2 separate regions of the Ovis aries genome follow, and region 2 is linked to region 1. A link is a contact called in public Hi-C data. All regions are on one chromosome and are shown on one strand. The core of a region is the stretch at or near the end of the contact, and the rest is flanking DNA. Distances in the headings are between cores, read along the strand shown.

Region 1 (3,222 bases), core at 391-2,890:
TCCTGCCTGGACAATCCCCATGCACAGAGGAGCCTTGTGGGCTACAGTCCATGGGATCCCAAAGAATTGGGCACGATTGAACAAGCACAGCACATCTTTATCATTGGCAAGATATTTTCTTATTTAAGTACAAGATTGTACATGCATGCTAGGTCGCTTCAGTTGTGTCCGACTCTTTGAGACCCTTAGGAATGTAGCCTACCAGGCTCCTTTGTCCATGGGATTCTCCAGGCAAAAATTCTGGAGTGGGTTACCATGCCCTCCTCCAAGGAATCTTCCCAACCCAGGGATCTGAACTTGTGTCTCTTAGGTCTCCTGTGTTGAGAGGTAGGTTCTTTACCACTAGTGCCACCTGGAAAGCCCAAATACAAGATTATCTTTATTCAACTTTGGAACTATGTTGCGGTTTTCCATAACTGCTCTGTCTGAAAGTCTAATTTCTTGTTATGAAAGAGTGATTAATTAAACTTATTATGGGTTGTAGAGAGTGAGAAAAATAACTTTAAAGAGTTTTTATAGTTCTATAGGTTAAGATTATCAACATCAACTATAGAATTTAGTGACATGGTGTAACAAAATATAAGTTGACCCCTCAAGCCCTCACAAACACAATATCTTAATCACATTCAAAAGAACAGTGATTTTTGCAAATTGGTACAAAAGGGATTTCCATAATTTAATCTTAGAGAGCTGCTCTGTCTTCGTTTTTCAGTCATTAATTGGGTTGACCAAAAATAACAGATTTTGTTCATACAAACATATTGAAAGGAACTGTAAAATCATGAGACTTTGTTGTTGTATGTGTGATCAAGTCTTTCATGCCTTAATTTCACACTGGAAGATTTCCCTTTCTCTGCCTCACTACCTCAATCACAGAAAAACACAGGAAAAAGGGGTGTTCAGAACACTGGATGTTTCCACAGACATGTGGGGCAGAATTGTCAGGATAAATTTTACAAATCAATTAAACCAACACTGTCAAAAGTAATAACAGAGAAATGAAAAGTATACATTCCTTGTCTCATTCCAAATCCTAACAGAGGATTGTAAGTGCTTTAAAGACAGTCCATTAGAAAACAGACCATGGTTTTACTTGCCTTATTCTAACTAGGAAGATTGCTATCTCACTCTATACTTTTTGCTCCCTGGAGAGATCACAACGGTGAGACCATGGAAGGCATAAGGAACACTCATCATCTGGAAAGCAACTTAAAGCATAGGTTCTTGTACAACAGAGCTCAGGCAAATTCACAACATCATAGACACAGGAACAGGCTTAAGAAGGAACTTTACCAACCAAGAATCTGCAAGAGAAGGTACAGACAGAGGTCACACAGGGGCAAGGTGCTCTGTGGGACATGTCATAAGTGAGCATTTCGATGAAGGGACATCCTCTCTTCTTCAAGACCAAAGCTGTAAACATTCTTGTCAGTGGTGTTCATGCAGACTACTTGCTATCAGACTGTGTAGACGTCAACTGTCAAGAATTACCTGAGAGAGCCAGCTGCTTGTGTCTGGACTCCTTGGGTGTCCATGGGAAGTTGTGACCCCTCCTGCAGGGAGGGAGGAAGTCACCTGTGCCAAGGAAAGGGGAATTTGGAAGAAATAGGGAGACTGCTGGTCACAGCTGGTCAGTTGTCCAGACAACCCAGAGTGGTCTCCTGAGGTCATCTGCAGACTATTCTGTTTCACCACTAGGACTGGTCAGATATCTCTTTACATTAAAAGACACAGAATTTAGAATTCTGCTTTTATTAAAAATTTAAAATGCTCGTTTCTGCCACAATTGTTTGTAATCCTGAGAACCTTTTGAGGGGCTTCTGTTTTATGCCAATTGGAACAAAATTTAAATATTTTAAAAACTGGCCTTTAATTACGAATTTTAAAGATTCTTATTCAATGCCCTTCTGGCTTTGGCTCTCAGTGTTTCTCCTTGGAGTTTTGTCACTTACTCATTGCCACCTGCTGGATGAAAAAAGAAGTGCAGCTGAACATTTGCCTTTTCCTTAACATACCTGTCAGCCCTTCTCCGCTCCTCCAAGGAGTGGCGCCTTATTGCCCCAGGTGAAGGCAGAGGAATGTAGTACGGACTCAGGAAGAAGGAGGTTCTCTGACCTTTCCACTCCTGAGTGTGTTCTGCAACCTGCATTCATCCCTTCACCCCAGGGGTTGGGGGTGGGTAACTTGATGAACGGGATAGCAGCAGGTAAATTCACTGACTGCTCCCGAGAGCCAAGACGAGTACCTGTGATGATAAGACTGGCTGCTCCCATACATCCGCTGTTGAGATCAGAGCAGCTTTGATAGGTTTCTGTACCCTGTGGACTGGAGAAGGAAATGGCAACCTACTCCAGTACTCTTGCCTGGAAAATCCCATGGATGGAGGAGCCTGGTAGGCTACAGTCTATGGGGTCGCAAAGAGTCAGACACGACTGAGTGACTTCACTACCCTATGGACAGGTTAGGTTTACTTATTTAGGCTAATGTCAGATGACCTTAGGAATAAAAATCAGAGAAAGCTATTTTCAAGGCTGTTCGTAAGATATAAAATTAGGCTTAAACAAGAGATTTGAAAACTTGTTCACCACAGACCACTAAAAGTTTTCATGGCTCCATGAACACCTCTAACTTTTTGTTTCAAGAATATTGTTGTTGTTCAGTCACTAGGTCATGTCAGAGTCTGCGATCCCATGAACTTCAGCACCACTGTTTTCCTTGTCCTTTACTATTGGAAATTATTGTTCAAATCTGTCACCTTTCCTATTGAGCTCCAGTTCAGGTAACCACAGTGTGTCCCCTGGACCTCTCTCATCCCAGCCCGACAGGTCTCTGCTTCTGTCTTAGCAACCGCCAATCTATTTTCTCACTGCAACCAGGACAATCATTATAAAATGGATGGACAGAGGAGCCAGGTAGGCTGCAGTCCATGGGGTCGCTGAGAGCTGGACACAACTCAGTGACTTCACTCTCACTTTTCACTTTCATGCATTGGAGAAGGAAATGGCAACCCACTCCAGTATTCTTGCCTGGAGAATCCTAGGGACCGGGGAGCCTGGTGGGCTGCCATCTATGGGGTCGCACAGAGTCGGACACGACTGAAGCGACTTAGCAGCAGCAGCAGCAGCAGCAGCAAGCGTACCATTGCCATTTTTGAAGTCACGACTTTAATAAGCTTGGTGTGGGGGGCGGGGGCGCTTCCCCAGTGGCTCACTGGTAAAGAAT
Region 2 (3,222 bases), core at 461-2,960, 300 kb before region 1:
TTCTCTAGATAGCATGTCTAAGGTTTTTAATTTTTAAACATAACTATTAAAAGCGGGTTCTTACAACAAAATTCTGTAAAGCAATTATCCTTCAATAAAATATTAAAATATATAAAATAACATAGCTATCCTTTCCAATTTCAAAATAATCAAGCCATAATCCCACAACTTGCATCTGAGATATATAAAATACAGCTCACTGAAATAAGTACTAAGGACTTAAGTTTATGGTATCATAAACCACTTGCACCAAAAATAACAGTATCTCAAAATATATACAAATAACCTCAAAGGTGTACCTGTGGCTGATTCTTGTTGATATATGACAGAAAACCACACAATTCTATAAAGCAGTTATCCTCCAACTATAAAATTTAAATATATATATACAAATAATCTTAAAATTCCAGGAAATTTTAGAGTGAAACATACTGGAAAGTATAGTTTAAATTTGTGCAAAAGCCTGCTTCCTTCCACCTGTCAGGAAGAAAATAGAGGTGAAAGTAAACTAGAACCCTTCCACTTTTATTATTGCCTTTGCTCATTAAACTCAAACACAAACTAGATGATATATTTTATTATCAAGTTGTTTTAAAGAATATTAGAAAGTAAACAGTTTGGCAGGCTTTCGAAATACCACGCACAAAACACAAATCCAAAATCCACAAAAGCTGTTCCTAAACGAACATTTTCTCAACCCTCAACTTTTTGTAAATTAATCTTTTATCTAATTCACGTCGCCCAACTAGGCCTTTGGGCCCAGAAATAGTTAACTTGCAACATGCCTTGCTTCTTTAAGCTAAGATACCATCTTACAAGAGTCTGGAGTAAAATAAATTAAAGGAATCTAACTAGAAAAGAGCAATGCACGCTTTGTAATAATCAAAAGTATATGAAATAAGGCCTTTCATTCCAGGACACAGGCCATGACTATCCCGGGATGGTATCTACTACAGTGCTCTCCTTGATATAAGAGAATTGATCATTAAAACGACGATTGGTACACTAAGAGACATCATTAATTTTTTAAAAAATAGATATAAGGGTTCCAATTATCACTATCACAGCTCATTTTCAGCTATTTAAGGACAGGCAGAAAGGTTTAACACACCTATACACCCCCAAGGGAGGGGAAAACCACCAACCACCTCCCAGGGAGTTTAATGAAAATTAGCAGGTAAGAGGCCTCGGCCGCACGCTGAAAATCAAAGAGGGCGGCCGGAGGGTCGAAGGGTTGACTGCAGAGGAGACTGGTACTCGGACCCCACCTCGCCTCACCTTCCCGTCAGGGCGAAGGGGGCGAAGGATCATTAGTGCCTTCGTTAATTGACACCTGTAATGAGGAAACTTTCCGAGCGGACAGCGCTCAGGCCCGGCCTGGCCGGAGCTCCGCGGCGGGCCCCTCTAGGGCGCCCAGGTAACCGGGCCGGGCTGGGCCCGAGGCGCCGCGGCGGCCGCGGCACCGCGCACCTTCCCGGGGCGCTAGGCCCGCACGCCGGCCGGCTCGGCCGCCGCCTCCCGCAGGCCGCGGCAGCTCGGGGAGGCCGGAGAGCGGCGCGGGGACCCCAAACCCTACACCCCGACAGGCCGCCGCCGCGGCTACTTACTTTCATTTAACACCTCCACCAGGTCTGCGCAGTTCTCGCACATCGTTCGGCCGCCGCCCCCCCCCTCCCCCGCTTCGGATCGCACTGACTGATCCCGATCGGCGGGGGGGAGGGGAGAGAGGCGGAGGAGGGGGCCGGCCGGCCGGCGGGGCGGGGAGGCGACGAGGGCGGGCGGCGGCGGGGACGGGGCGGGGAGCTGGAGAATGGGGGAGGGGGCCGGCGGTCCCCGGAGCGGGCGGGGGAGTGGAGGGGGGCGAGGGGAGGTGCGCAGGCCGGAGGGGCGCGGAGGCGCCGGCGGCGGGGAAGGGGGGGGGAGGACGGGGGGAGGGGAGAGGGAGGGAGGGGGCGGGTGGGGAGCGAAGCAGCAGAGTCACTTCACCGACCAGACGCCGCGGCCACCGCCGACGCCGCCGCCATTTTAATAGAGCGTTCGGGCTGCGCTCGGCTTTTTCCGTCCGGGCGAAGGAGCCGACGAAAAGGGCCTCGCGCTCTCATTCCTGCGCCTCCCTCCCTCTCTTCGCCTCCCACCTCTCCCTCCGCACACACGCCGCACGCCCCACACCCCGCCGCGGCCGGCTCGCCGCCCTCCCTTTCCTCTTCCGTCGGGCCTCCCCGCCCTCGGTCCACCCCCTCCGCGCGCTCGCCCACCCCGCCCAGCCCGGATCTCTGTCAGCGGCCGGAAGGGAAGCGCGAAGCCAGCGCGGCCGCGGGGGGAGTCCGGGTGAGTTGGAGAAGATGGCGGAGCTCCGAGCGGGTCGTGGTTGCGCGGCGTCGCCCACCGAGGCCGCTCCGCGGGCCCGGAGGCCCAGCAAGCGCCGGGTCACTCTCACCGCCCTGTCCTCCGCCCCTGCGCTTGGCCATTTTAACTCTGGGTCCCCCAGGGTGACTTGGTACTCATTTGTCTCGTCTCCCTCACCCAAACTCAGGCCTTTGGGGTTGCGGGAGGCTGGGGTTCCGGGAAGCCGGCTGGAGCGACGCCGCAGCCCAGGAGGGGACACGCAGCCCTCTCCCCGCGGGGTTTTGGAAGAATGGAACAGCCCCGGGCTGGCTTAACCTGCGAGCGTGTCCTCGAGCAGTGATACATTGATGTGACTAGAAATGGCGGAGTGAAGTGTCCCGGGCAGCTCCTTCTCTTTCCGCCAGAGGGCCCCCTACGAATTACCCTGAGTTTTCACCTGAAATAGCGTACGTAGTGTGCTTCCCGGCGGAGAGCACATAATACGGGAATTAAGTCGGAGAGCGGAGAATGAAGAACAGGTGGAGGGAAGTGGCCATTCAGCTGAAGTTTGTTGTTGTAACAGTTAGCTAGCGTGGGGAAAATCTTCCTCGCCTGCACTGATACTGTCCTTACTGATTTCTGTATCTAGTACATTCCTTTAGAGATATGATTGAGAAGTCCAGTTTACATAGTAGCATCTTTGAGATCCGTAGCCAGAGAGCTTTGGAGGCCTTGTGGGAATTCTTTTACAGAGTTTCTCGAGGTTAGATCAGACCATCCCTTCACTGGAGGACCACCTTGCCGGTTTTCTTTGCCGTTCTGCCGCTTTAAGTTGATGCTGTAAAGTTTCTGTTAAACCTGTTTTGAGTTGTTCCATCCGAGCAGGTGATCCTTAGG

What was found. Hi-C and Micro-C count contacts between places; a contact is called where the count stands out from the background.
Region 2: a contact with region 1 is called in a Hi-C map of hypothalamus, with 5 times the contacts expected there. The contact joins the promoter of USP34 here to the enhancer-like site in region 1. A contact is called at or near these places in 6 of 16 Hi-C or Micro-C datasets (blood, hypothalamus, muscle and 2 more).

Annotation. Positions count from the first base shown.
Region 1 is chr3:46,347,674-46,350,895 of ARS-UI_Ramb_v3.0, reverse strand. No RefSeq gene overlaps it. Among named protein-coding and RNA genes, the nearest start is that of FAM161A, 47 kb to the right of the region's middle. Within about 2 kb of position 1,640, at least 7 of the 54 cell types and tissues checked have an H3K27ac peak or open chromatin away from gene starts, as enhancers often do. A contact at or near this core is called in hypothalamus, where this site is marked.
Region 2 is chr3:46,651,909-46,655,130 of ARS-UI_Ramb_v3.0, reverse strand. It overlaps USP34 (ubiquitin specific peptidase 34), which reads right to left and starts at 1,710. Exons shown (of 80, transcript XM_042246017.2): 1 at 1,608-1,710. The coding sequence starts at 1,650. It overlaps LOC132659393 (a long non-coding RNA gene), which reads left to right and starts at 1,963. Exons shown (of 2, transcript XR_009599817.1): 1 at 1,963-2,328.